2 separate regions of the Ovis aries genome follow, and region 2 is linked to region 1. The links are chromatin contacts, called in public Hi-C maps. All regions are on one chromosome and are shown on one strand. The core of a region is the stretch at or near the end of the contact, and the rest is flanking DNA. Distances in the headings are between cores, read along the strand shown.

The links. Hi-C and Micro-C count contacts between places; a contact is called where the count stands out from the background.
Region 2: a contact with region 1 is called in a Hi-C map of hypothalamus, with 2.8 times the contacts expected there. The contact joins the promoter of HEATR5A here to the promoter of HECTD1 in region 1. A contact is called at or near these places in 2 of 16 Hi-C or Micro-C datasets (hypothalamus and skin fibroblasts).

The regions. Positions count from the first base shown.
Region 1 is chr18:39,550,433-39,557,553 of ARS-UI_Ramb_v3.0, forward strand. It overlaps HECTD1 (HECT domain E3 ubiquitin protein ligase 1), which reads right to left and starts at 3,193. Exons shown (of 41, transcript XM_060401749.1): 1 at 2,402-3,193; 2 at 836-1,108. The coding sequence starts at 975.
Region 2 is chr18:39,706,045-39,713,165 of ARS-UI_Ramb_v3.0, forward strand. HEATR5A (HEAT repeat containing 5A) reads right to left here and starts at 4,597. Exons shown (of 37, transcript XM_060401783.1): 1 at 4,392-4,597; 2 at 2,373-2,439.

The DNA of each region.
Region 1 (7,121 bases), core at 1,943-4,442:
TCTGTATTTTCATATCAATTTCAAGTCAATTTCTTGATACAGAAATAAAGAAGCATTTGCATTTTCTCAGTTTATAACATGTTTTGAAAATGAATCAGTCAGGTTATCGGGTAGAATTAGCATTCTCTACTAATTCCTATTCAGTCAACAAACATGTATTTGTGTCATCACAATTATCATTACTGGAGTTAGTTTACCTACCAATTTTTATTTCTCAGAAAATTGTTAATGCAAAACTACAGAAGCTTTTCAAAAGATAAGTTTTAAAACTCACTAAATAAACTGGAGCCTATTATACAGACTGAAGTAAGCCAAAAGAAAAACACCAATACAGTATACTAACGCATATATATGGAATTTAGAAAGATGGAAACGATAACCCTGTATGTGAAACAGCAGAAGAGACACAGATTTATAGAACAGTCTTTTGGACTCTGTGGGAGAGGGCAAGGGTGGGATGATTTGGGAGAATGGCATTGAAACATATATATTATCATGTGTGAAACAAATCGCCAGTCCAAGTTCGATGCATGATACAGGGTGCTTGGGGCTGGTGCACTGGGATGACCCAGACGGATGGGATGGGGAGGGTGGGGGGGGGGGAGGGTTCAGGATGGGGAACACATGTACACCTGTGGCGGACTCATGTCAATGTATGGCAAAACCAATACAATATTGTAAAGTAATTAGCCTTCAATTAAAATAAATATATTAAAAAAATAAAACTCACTAAAGAAAAATTCTATACAAATTCAAATCAGCAGATGGTTGAAAACACGTTATGCCCAGGTCACTACAGCATCCCCAAATGAAAATGATGAAGGGTTGCACTTACGTTTCAAAACAACGATCCACGTTGTCAGACATCAAAAGCAGCATGCATAGCTGTTCAAGGGCTATTAGTTGCATGTCCCTTTCATCTCCTTGTCCCATCTGCAGCCATTCCAGCAAAGTATCTGGGTCCACATCTGCCATTGTTTCTTAGGCTTCTTTGCTTAAATTTAAAAAGCAAAGGCAAAAATTCCTTTAAATGTCCAGGACTGAACAGCGTGGGCTTAATTTTTTTTCTTTTCTTTTACATCGGCTAGAGCCAGATTTTCTTGGTATCCTAGGAATTAGAAAAGACTTGTAAGTATGTTTGGATAGTGTACTTAACCGTAGTTTTCCAACTTTCCTTATTCCTCGGGTTTAACTTCATACATTGTACTAAATAAAACCAGTTTTGCACAAGAGTATAAGCTGATTAGGCTGCTGCTTAAACTGGAAACCAGAGCCGCCTTTGTCAAAGACAGTCAAACAAGCTTCGGATCCCACTATTGCTATCACCAACATGTTTGCCAAAAGGCAAACAACACCTTACTAAGGGTTCTTTTTTTCCCCAGAAAACTTCCTTCCCCCTCCGTCACCCAAAGCTGATCTTCTGATAAGGATTAGATTCAGTATTTTAAGGAAACTTAGCACTTTGATCCAATTCCCCTCCAAATCAAGTCTCTAAAATTAACTTCAACTTCTTAAATTCTGCTGATTTAATTTACTGCTATCCTTAAGATGTCCAAATACAAACAATATACAAGATCTATCTATGATTTGATTAGGAATTTTGGCAGTAGCAGCAACTGTTCTTAAAAGTTTAAAAAGAAATGCTACAAGTAAGTGCAATGGACTAACACGTTACAGATCAGAACACAGGCCAATCTGCGGTCCTCTTTACCCATCCTCACCGAACGGGGCAGTTGGTTAAAAACAACAGCAGCCAACAACAGAGAAGCAGCCCCAACTGGCAAATCAATACAAAAACTCAAAAGCACTCTGACGAGAGGACAGCGTTGGGTCCCTCGTAACCCAGCTGCAGGTGCATAAATCCAGCGGCAGGTTCCGGTGGGCACCCAACGGCGGCGATCTGCAAGGGTGACCCAAAACTCGGGGCCCAGCCGACCCGGCGCCGGGAGACGCAGGCACTGCGCTCCGGTTTTCCCGAACCAAACCCGGCTAAGTTAGCTACCTGTGTCGAGGAGGAGGGTAAGTTTTGGAGGTGGAGCTGCGAGCCTCTCTACCCGAGAGAAGGAGGCCGGAGCAGGCAGGGCGATGGGTCTCCCGGGAGCGGCGCCCGGAACTCCGAGGCCCGGGGGGACGTCCCTGGCCCCGTCGGGCGGCGATCCTTTCTCAAGGACAAGGCGGGCCAGCCATGGGCTCTGGCTCGGACAAGCCGGGGCCCGCCGTGGGCAGAGTCGGGGGAGGTAAACAAAGGGGCCAAGCGGGTGAGTCGGCGGCAGCCCGCCGACCTCACCAGGGGCTGGGGTCTCGCTCCCGGGCTACCGCCAGGCATCCCTGATCCCGGAACCAGGCCTGACCCTTCCGACCGCCGAAGGCGCTCCTGCGTCCCCTTTCCTCAAGCTCTTACCCAGGCCCGTCGTCTCAAACCGCTCCGGTCCAGCTCCAAGCAGGCCGCGGGCTGAGCCAGGCCCGGCCGCGGCCCTCGAGTTCCCAGGAAGCCGCAGGCCGCGCAGGTCGAGCCGGGCTGGCGGCACAGGAAAAGCCGCGCCTTGTCCCTCCCCTTCCTCCGCGGGGACCTGCTGACAGGAAAGCCAGAGGTTCCCCAGACCGGCGGCAGCCAGCTCACGTCCCGACCCCGGCACGCGGCTCCAGAGGCCTGCAGCTTAGAGGCCCGCGCCGTGCTGCCAGCGGCGGCGGCGGGGGGAGACCGCGTCCATCGCGATCCGGGAGGGGGAAGGGAAGAGGGTCGGGGGAGAGCCGGGCGGGGAAGCTGAGGAGGGCAGCAGTGCGCCGCGGAGGCGGAGCAAATGGGCTGCGCTGGCTGCGACCCCGCTGGCCGCCACGTGGGGCGCTGTGGAGACCCGTCGGCCCGAGGCGCAGGGGCGCGGAGCGCCCGGTAGCTTCGTCGCCGCTACAGAAGGTCTCCGGCTCCCTCGGCCTCGTCAGTTGTCGCTTTCCTTTCGTACGCTCTGCGCCTTCACGTTTCGTTGTCAATTGAAGCGCGCTCCCAGCACCGCGCACATACGGGTGCACGCACGCTCAGCGTGTTTTGCACGGTGTGTATACACTTGGCGTGCTCCTGCTGAAAGCCCCAACGCTGCACGTCGAAGCTGCGGCCCAACCTGTCCGGGCCCGGCCTCCCGCCTCTGGGACCCGGCCTCCGGCGAGAGCTTCTCCTCCTCGCTGGTCTCCCCTCCTCGCGCACGGAAGTGCATCGCGGGAAGAAAAGCGCCACCCTTCGGTCCTGGGAGGCAAACTGCCCGGCAGTTCAGAAAGAAAACCTTTGACCACAACCCTGGGAGGTAAATATTGTCGAGTATCCTCTCCACTGTACAGACGAGAGAGCTGAGGTTCCAAAAGGTTTGAATTCAGGCCCGGTGGCGTTCCCAGGAAGCAGCAGTACCTCGAGTGTGTTTTCGACTTTTTCCTATGGGTTGTGATATTAAGTATGTCTGTAGTTAGTCCCTTCGAACGTTTTATTTCACACGCGTTGAAAACAAAACATGCCTGCGTATGAGAAGCTCTTGGAGACAGTTGAGACGTAATTAGTTGGAAATGTGATATAGCTTTCTTTTTTTTTTTTTAATCAAGAAATGAATCCCTTGGTTTGTGAGATAAGTAAACCATGCTCCTACACCCACTGTATTTAAAAAACAAAAATGCGTATTAGTATTTGAGGCGTGTTCCTTTAAGCAGAGGAGCTGCTGCATATCTTTGAAGAACTAGTATTTTGTAAATTACGCATTTGCGCCTCGAATGTCTATAGATACATGTCCCACTATAGCAGGTAAAGTTCCTAGGTCTCCTGCTCATAGGTCAAATTAAGAGATAAGAGTTGAGGATTCCACTATCTTGTCCCAACTACAGCACATAAGAATGATTATTTGAGAGCTGTGAATGTGACTTGGAGCTGCCAGGAAAATCTTCAAGGAGGAAGTGGCATTTATTTGGACCCCGAAGAAATGGGTATAAAGTGAACACTACAAGGGAGGAGGAAGAAGAAAGCAAAGCCTGATCAGTTGTAAAATAAAGGAAAGAGGACCTGTGCCTCAAGCAAAAACCAGCGTTAAGCAATGATGGAGAAAATAGGAGCAAAAGTCAGCAGGGACTTAAATGTGTGCGATACAGAATTTATGCTGAGGTAAAGTAGCAAGTTCTGGACTAGAACATTGACTGGAAAAGTTCTAAAGAGTCTTACAAAGATGTATAGGGCGAGAGTGACCAGAACAGCTAATAGGAACTACCTTGAAAAGGAGATTAACTGGGAGATTGGAAAAATCCTCCAGCAGTGGAGAGAGAAAGGGTCTAGTTTTTGGCAATAGGAAGACAGTTCCTATGGAGAAGAAATAAATCTTAAAAATGTTTTATACATGCAAATGTTTTATAAATGCCCCTATACATGCACAGCTGTCAAAAGTACTCCATGACCTAGTACATTTCTGACAATGAATGTATGTCAATAAACCATTATTACTCAAATTCCATAGTTTACATTAGAGTTCACTTTTAGTGTTGTATATATTCTGTGGGTTTAGACAAACATATCTTGACATATCCGCCACTATAATATCATACAGAATATTTTCACTGCCCTGAAAATCACCTGTGCTCTACCTATTCATTCCACTCTCATCTAGCCCCTAACAACCACTAATCTTTTCACTGAGTCTGTTGTTTTACCTTATTCAGAATGTTGCATAGTTGAAATCATATAATATATAGCCTTTTCATATTGGTTTTTTTTCATTTAATAATGTGCATGTAAGGTTCTCTTCATGGCTTAATAACTCTTTTTTTGTTTTGTTTGCTTGTTTTTAGGGCCAAATAATATTCTGTTGTCTAGAAGTACCAGAGTTTATCCATCCACCTACTGAAGAACATTTTGAATGTTTCCAAGTTTTGGCGATAAAAGTACTGCTATAAAGACCCAGGTGCAAGTTTTTACATGGACATAAGTGTTCAACTCATTTGGATAAATACTAAGGACCACAGTTGCTGGATTGTATGGTAAGAATTTTTTTTTCTTCCATTTTTATTGAGATTTAATTAACACATTGCACTGTGTAATCGTAAGGAACACAACATAATTAATTGACTTACATATGTCATGAAATGATTACCACGATAGGTTTGATGAACCTATCCATCATTTCATATAGATAACACATTACAGATTAAAAAATACTTCTTCCCTGTGATGAAAAAGAACTCTTAGGACTTAATCTGTTAGCAACTTTCACTTATAATGTTCAGCATTGTTAATTATCATTATTATGTTATAAATTACATTCCTGGCACATATTTTTTACTATAACTAGAAATTTGTACCTTTTGACTACCTTTAACTAATTCTTTCTCCCTCCTGCAAGAATATGTTTACTTTTATAAGAAACTGCTCAACTGTCTTCTGAAGTAGCTGTACCATTTGCTTTTTGTTGACACTGCCAAGCATCTTGTGGGCTCTTAGTTCCCTGACCAAGGATCAAGAGCACTGAGTCCTAACCACTGGACCGCCAAGGAATTTCCCCCATTTTGCATTTCCATATGCAGTAAAAGTTGCTATTGCTCCACAGTCCCTTCAGCATTTGTTGTTGTCCGTGTTTTGGATTTTGCCCACCATCCTAACAGATGTATAATGGTATATTATTTTAATTTGCAAATCCCTACTGACGTGATATGGAACATATTTTTTTCATATACTTATGAAAGTATATACTTTTCTTTTAATCTTTTCATATACTTATTTGTCATCTGTGTATCTTCTTCAGTGAGGTGTCTGTTCGGATCTGTTGCCCATTTTTTAAGCTGATTTTTCATCTTATTGTTGAATTTTAAGAGTTCTTTGTATATTTTGATAACAGTATTTATCAGATGTGTCTTTGTGAATGTTTTCTTTACCTGGGGAACTTTAAAATGTCAGATGCTCAGGACATTTCTCAGGCCAGTTCAATCAGTGTCTCTGAACATAGAATCTGGACATCAGTATTTTTTGAAGTGATTCAGTTGAATAGCCAAGGCTCAAGGCTGAGAACCACCGGCCTAAGTCAATACAACAACAATAATATTTAAATATAATTAGTATAATACTTACTATTCTTGCAGCTAGATTTTATTAGGTACTTATCATGTCCTAACACCCTTCTAAATGTATTACAAATATTAATTCACTATAGACATCAGCTACTTTGATTTGTTGTATATGTTGCCTTGGCCTCTCTGAGCTTTGTTTTCCTAATGTATAAGATTAAGATGATAATAGAAACTAACCCCAAGTAGAATAATTATATTAAACAAGATAAAGCATATAAATGCCTACCACATATTAAATAAACACTCAAAAGTGCCTGCTGTTAATAATATTACATTATTAGTTCAGCTCTCTGGTGTGGCATCCTAGGTCTGCCCCCTCTTCCATAGGACATGTCACCAAACAAAGACAACAGTCATGATTCCCATACCCTCTCTTCTCCCGGCAAAATAAGTCTAGTTCCTGCAATGGCTTTACCCTCCTTGGTCATGTTCTGATGTCTTCTGACATACTTTAACTAAGAACTCCTAAGCCTGAAAATGTGTTTTAAAGGTGGTCAGACCTGGACAGAGGAATGCCATCATCCATTGCATTAGGTTCAGAGAGTGACACTCACATCTACAGACTTTGCTGAACTAAAGTCCTTACTTCTTGCTCCCTGAACTGCCAAGCCAACTTTCCTTCAGTCTTTTAATTTCGCAGTTGATATTTTTTTCCTTAATATTTAGACTTATTAAATTTTGTCTTGTTGGTTCTGGGTCAATGGTGCATCCTATGGCAATCTCTTTGAATCCTGTCTGGGTAGTGAAAGGTATCAGCCGTCCCCCCAAATTCTTTGTTAGTAGTCAATTAGATAAAGGTGTTGGACAGAATATGGCCGAAACAAAGGCTCTGATGAATGATAAACCTTTTACCAAGCAGTTATTTATCCATTAAATAACATTCTCATGGTGTAGTTGTTCAGGTAACAGCTTTACCTAACAGTATTTATAACCTGACCTGCTTACTTCCTCCTTGATGATAGGAATTTTAATGTTCTTTTGTTTAAAAAGTCACAATGCTAAGAAAATGAAAACCAAAATTGAGTCTTATAATACAA
Region 2 (7,121 bases), core at 3,347-5,846, 160 kb after region 1:
ATCCCTAAGTAACTCACACTAACACCATCAGTCTTCCCTGGTGGCTCAGACGGTAAAGAATCTGCCTGCAATGCAGGAGCCTTGGGTTCGATCCCTGGGTTGGGAAGATCTCCTGGAGAAGGGGAGGTCTACCCACTCCAGTATCCTTGCCTGGAGAATTCCATGAGCCTGGTGGACTCCTCCATGGGATCACAGAGTCTGACACAACTGAGCGACCAACAGTGTTAGCTTCGTCCTTGGCTATTCTTGACAATTTTTATCACTCTTCATTCCACAAACCAACTCTCCCACCTCTCCCTGGGAAGAAAGATATCACTCTGAACACTCTGGCACTCTGAAGTGCCAGAAGGCAAGTTTTAAAAGAGAAATTTTACCCTAAAATCTCCCACCACACTCATCTGAAAGTCACTACCTAAGCAATCTCACTACTTGGTATCTAGTAAAGAATTCAGTAACAAGAAGTAAAAAACAAACAAAAAAAGTTTAAAAAAATACACAGGAATTAACTGTTTCAAAGATCATCAACTTTACTGACATAAGTTTCTTGTCTCTTGGGGCCTGCTGACTCTTAGTTTAGCCTAGACATGACTGATAATCCAGCTATCTGGATTCTAGTTGGAGTGGGATAGAGCGCCGTATTAAAAGTGAAGGAGGAGACTAATTGAGAGCATGAAGAAGCTGGAGCAGGAAGCTAACAGTAATGGAAGAGACCAAAATACTATTTAATATAAACACTTTAAAAAGCAGGCAATATGGGGATATTTAGTTCAAGAGCAGAGTGCATAAGATGCCTGTATTCCTCCAGCTCAGCAGAGGACAGGAATCCTTGCTCAATTTTCCAAAATATCACTGTATTTGTGCTCAAGTAATCTGCTACCTAGGACTTCCTACTTTAGTCATTAGACCCCACCTGCTTTAGAATCCCCTCCTTTTCCCCCTTCTAACTGTTCATTTCATGGCTTTTATCCTGGTGAGCGCTCAGAATCACCCTTATTCCCACTATGGTCTGACATCTTGGCTTTTCTTCACGGTCCCCACTTCTAATTTACAAATCTTATGAAGTGCCTCGCCCAGAATTTAGCCACAGTTCTGACCTTCCCGGACCCCTACCTGAGGGTTTTTTATTTTGTTTTGTTTTAGCAGACTCCCTGCCAGATGCCTAACTGGGCTTTTAACTTCACAAGTGTAGCTCCCTGGAACAACTCCATTATTCCCTTGTTTTCCAGCTGCCATCATCACATCCACCCAAGTAATAAGTGAACACACCATCTACTACTTCTAACCCCCAGTTGGTCTGGGGCAGCACTCCACAATCAAACTCACTGACATTTCTGCAGAAAAATATAAACATATTCACATAAAGGTGGGATAAATAATGACTATAAACAGCTTCCTATCAGGTCAGGTCATGTTCTGCTGCCAAATGAGTTAAGAAAAGTGCCTTTTGGACTCTGTAATTAAGCTTAAGGGATTCTGTACCTGTATACACTTCTCTTTTCTTTTTTTGCTTTTCAGATTTCCTCCCAAAATATCTTAAAAAAAATTTTGTGCTTTTCAATGGGTAATTTCAACTTCCTAATAATTTTACTTACATAAAAATGTATGGAATAAATGAGGTAATGTTTTGACTACATATTTAATACACAAAAACATGCATAAATTCAACATACAGAAATCTACAAGTGCAACAGAAGAGAAAATAGATAGATATTGTAATACATCCATAGAGAAGCATAAACTAGGAAAGAAGTACATATATAAAATATTTTAGAGAAGTTAGAACCATGGTTTCAAAATTGGCAAAAGTATATACTCTGCTTTAAATACTTAAATATCACCTCATACAACTTTACCTTCTTTCCTGTCACATAATTAGTTCTAATTTCTTATGCAGCATAAACATAACATTATGCTTTAATATGACTATACTGTGTTTCTTTCTAGAAATACTTAGATATATCTTTGACTTCATGCTCAGCTACACTGTGAATAATTTTCTGTCTAGTCTTTTAATCAGTGTCACTAGATTCATGGTAAAAAAAATGTTTAAGTAAAAATAACTGTTACTTGTGAAAAACAGAAATGATACATTAAAAAGAGCTTACTAAATTAAAAAAAACAGTCCATACCAGATCCAAATTAAAACTAGAAGTTATAAAGTTGTTAGAAACACACAAAAATCCTTCCCTTTCTCTAGCCTTCCAAAAGGCGAGAAATGCTGAAATTAAAACTTACTAGGTAATTATAACTGAAAAGCCATGACCTTTTTCCAACATTACACATCTAGGATCCAGAAGCATTTGTAGGATGCAGGAGTCCACCTGACACAACAAAGAAAGTAAGAAAAATAATAAAAACTGAACTTAACCTACATCCTCTCACAAAAGATACAGTGACTAAGAGTTTGTAGAGCTCTAGTCCAGGGTCAGCAATTCTTTCCTGTAAAAGACCAGAGAGTAAATACTTTAGGCTGTATGCACCACACAGTCTCTATCAGGACTACTCATAAACAACACATAAACAGCTATAAATAGATAAAACAGTGTGGTTATGTTCCAGTACAACTTTATAACAACTGGCAGCAGGCTGGATCTGACCCACAGCCTGTCAATTACTGACCCCTAGTGTAATTCCAATGAATTTAATACTACAACTAGACAAAAGCTTCAATTAAATGCTACAAACAAGTCTCTACTAATTCCTCAGGCCTCAGTTAATTCATTTCTTAAGTGAAATTTAATAACAGTTTCCCAGTTTTGGCACTCTCCTTAAAATGTAGAAATGCTTTTACATGAGAGGACTAAGGTCCCACTAAGGGGCTGTTCAAACTCATTAACTATACTATGGATAGTTAATGAAAGAAGATTCAATGAAGTCTTTTTTAAAAAAAAAAAAAGTCTATGTCTTTAAACTAGTTAATCATTAGGATTTAGAATAAATGAATTTTAGAGTATGAAGAGACCTAACCACCTAAAGACATGGAGAGGTAAGTTCATGAAGATTATAAACTGTCTCAGTCCTCTTTTTGAAATAAAGCTGAAAAAAGGAAGATATGTGCATTGCCTAAAGACAAAAATTCTTAAATTTTTTTTCTTAGAGAATGTACTATTTGCGCAGTAGTCTGGCTATGTATTTTCTGTTACTAAAGTCAGATATAAAGATGAAAAGAAAAGAAAAGTAAGCTAAGATTCATAAACAGTAGTGGAGGCGCTTAAGCTAAAATTCAGGTCTGTTGTCAATTCAGGAGTCTTGTAGCACTAAAGCTCTCTATACAAATAACTACTTTTTCCAACTGTCCCTATTCTTATGTTATAAACCCTGCCTGCTACCCATTTCATTAAAGGGGAAAAAAAAAAATCCATGGTGTTTAAAATGTAAATAACTGTCGGCTTCAATACTGATCTAAAATCATTTTCTCAAAGACATACTTTCTAAAATGTTTGCGAAACAGGACAATTCTTTCCCCATCCGCCTAATGCCCAGCTTCAAGGACACTTCTGCTTTCTTTCCACTTTAATCTCTTCAGAGTATTTTCCCTGACAAAGTTCTAAACCATACTTACGGGTCCCCCCTTTCCCTCCTTTTGACGTCTTTTCTACGCTCTAAGCTCCTCAAGGGCGCTCAGCCTGAACATAAAAGGCGCTGAATATTTGCTGAATAAATGACTGAACGGAAAAAGAATGTATAATTATGACCTTTCATAAAAGAGGTCAAATCATCTGACACACACTATTCGACTTGACAGTTATGAAAATCATCTTGCCAGAGGTGCATTACTGTGACTAGTATCATAAAGCGCTTCTTAAAGTTTCCAAAGAATTTACAATCCCTTGCAATGACGCTGCGCTGACCGAAAGTAGGGTAAGAAATGTTTCCTTGTACTAAGCAAAAGCTAGCCCGGCAAAAGCTAGCCTCGCTTTCTTTGCGAGGAAAGACTATCAAGTATCCAGTCTCTACTGCTTCAGGAAACCCGCCTCCAGGGCTGCTCGCGGGAGCCCGGAGAACCTCGCCCAAAGCCCGGGTTGGGGCCCCGCTCCCAGCCAACCCCCGCCGTTGCGGGCGCCGCTAGGGCGGATCCGGGGAGCGGCGCGCGGGCTAGGCGGGCTCCGACCTTCCGACCTTCTCCGCACGCCCAGGGGCTCCAGCCTGCGCGGCCAGAGTCCACGCCTACCTGTTGTGCTCGGGTGAAACACACTTTCCCAGAGCCCAGGAGGAAGGACCGGCTGCACTGGCCATTCGGCCGTCCCCGCGCCCATCCCCTCCTCGGCGGGCTCCAGCCCCTTCGACCAGGACACCTAATCCTTCGATCCGTTCCGGCTCCCGGGGTCCCAACTTCCTCCACCTCTTGGCTGCCGCGACCACCCTGCGGACCCCCAAGCAGCTCAACTCACGGTGCAGGGCCCCGGTGTGTGTTTCTTCCCCGCCGGCAGGCAGCCCGGACACCGCCCCCTCGCGCCCGGAGCCGCCTTCACTCTTGGGATTCCCGACTGCTCGCCCCCGGCGTCCCCCCCACGACTCAGCGCCCGTCCCAGCCCAGCCACGCTGTCGGCTCCACAGTGCGGCAGGGTAGCACCGGGACCCGCCGGCAGCGGCGACTGCGAGACAGCGGGGCGGGAGGGGCTCGAGCGGGGCGGGGCCGGAAAGCTCGGAGCCTGGAGTGCGGCGGGAGCCAGCGATTGGGAGCGCGCCCCGAACCGCACCGCCGACCAAGGCCCCGCCAGCCGGCGGCCGAGCTATCGAGCGCCCACTCTGGCAGGCGTGAGTGCTCCACCGCCGAAAGAGCGATGAAGGAGACTGCGGCTCAAGTTGAGGCCAGGGCAGCAGTTTTGCAGTCCGGAGAGCTTGGCCACACCCATTTTTGTTTGTTTCTAACGCCAGCCAGAATCCTTGGGGACAGCCTTCGGGCATCTGAACACGACTAGAGCCTGGAGAAATTCAGGCAGGGAGTGTAGGTGGGTGGGTGTAGACATGGAAGGGACCCTAGATAGCTTTGTAGTCCTACAGCCCGAAACTCTGGGGCCTGGCTCAAGGTCACACACCCCAGCCACGGGCAAAATTAGGATTAACAACCTCTTGGCCCCCAAGTCAATTGAGTTTTTCTAGCATACTCAGCATTTTGAATCTAATTTTCCAATTTTTATTTTGAAATAATTGCAAGCTTAGAAAAGTGCTTCTAGTATAGAGAACATTTTTCCTTCCCGAACCATTTGAGATCTAAGTTACTGAGAGGGTGCCACACTGTCCCTAAATGCTTTGAAGTTGCTCAGTTGTGTCCGACTATTTGCGACCACATGGACTGTAGCCTACTACGATCCTCTGTCTATGGGATTTCCCAGGCAAGAGTACTGGAGTGGGTTGCCACTTCCTTCTCCAGAGGATCTTCCCGGCCCAGGGATTGAACTTGGGTCTCCCGCATTGTAGGCAGAAGCTTTACTGTCTGAACCACCAGGGAAGGTTAAATACTTTATATGTCTTCCTAATAAGCACATGCCTGGTTGCTAAGTCGCTTCATTAGTTGCCAACTCTTTGCGACCCTATGGACTGTAGCCCGCCAGGCTCCTCTGTCCATGGGATTCTCCAGGCGAGGAGTGGGTTGCCATTTTCTCCTCCAAGGGATCTTCCCAACCCAGGGATCTAACAAGCATCTCTCTGACATTGGCAGGTGGGCTCTTTATCACTAGGGCCGCCTGGGAGCTTCAGCTTCAGCATCAGTCCTTCCAATGACAATCCTAGACAGCATATTAAAAAGCAGAGACATCATTTTGCTGATAAAGACCCATATAGTCAAAGCTATGGTCTTTCCAGTAGTCATGCAGGGGTGTGAGAGTTGAACCATTAAGAAAGCTGAGTACTGAACTGATGCTTCAAATTGTGGTGCTGCAGAAGAACCTTGAGTGCCTTGGACTGCAAGGAGATCAAACTAGTTAATTCTAAAGGAAAAAACCCTGAACATTCATTGGAAAGACTGATGCTGAAGCTGAAGCTCCAATACTTTGGCCACCTGATGCAAAGAACTGACTGATTGGGAAAGACCCTGATGCTGGGAAAGACCTCAGGCAGGAGGAGAAGTGGGCAACAGAGAATTAGATGAATATTGGCATCACTGACTCAATGGACATGAGTTTGAGCAAGCTCCAGGAGTTGGTGATGGACAGGGAAGCCTGGTGTGCTGCAGTCCACCGGCTCACAAAGAGTCTCAGTGACTCTTAGTCTTATCACTAGTGACTAAACAACAAAAATAAGACTTCCCCAGTAGTTACTTTTTTCCTCTTTGTAATGAATAAGTTACTTTGTGGGGTTAATTCTTTGAAACTATATTTTTTCCACTCATCAAACTTTCAATTAATTTATTTCTATTAGTATAAATTCAGAGTTTCCTATTTGATTAAATGGGTAATAATCTGTTTTTATCATTGTTTACTTTGGTGTTCAAAGTGTCCCAAGGTTGGTCAGTGGGATTTACCCATTCACACTGGCCCCTATGTCTTTGTGTGTTTTAAATCCTTTCACAATGTAAAACAATTTTTAAATATAGAAAATTTGAAAGAGTTTTATATAACATTTATTCCAGCCTCCAGATTCTTCATTAACACTTTACTATTCTGTGCCCTTTGACACACCTCCATCATTTCTGGTGTACTCCCTTACTTCCTGGCACAAGATAAGCCTCATTTTATCCCAGCACTCGCTGCCATTGATCTGGGAGCCTGGGGTTCCTTTTAGTGGAGAAAGGTATTTAGAAACACTAGGCATGCTCACCGGAGAAGCCAACGGCAACCCACTCCAGTACTCTTGCCTGGAAAATCCCATGAGCGGAGGAGCCTGGTAGGCTGCAGTCCATGGGGTCGCTAAGAGTCGGACTCGACTGACTGACTTCACTTTCACTTTTCACTTTCATGCATTGGAGAAGGAAATGACAACCCACTCCAGTGTTCTTGCCTGGAGAATCCCAGGGATGGCAGAGCCTGGTGGGCTGCCGTCTATGGGGTCACACAGAGTTGGACACGACTAAAGTGACTTAGCAGCAGCAGCAGCAGCAGCAGCAGCAGGCATGCTCACTATTACTGGGGTATCACCACTCAGGCTGTCTTAGGGTTTCCGGCTAGGGAATACTTGTACCT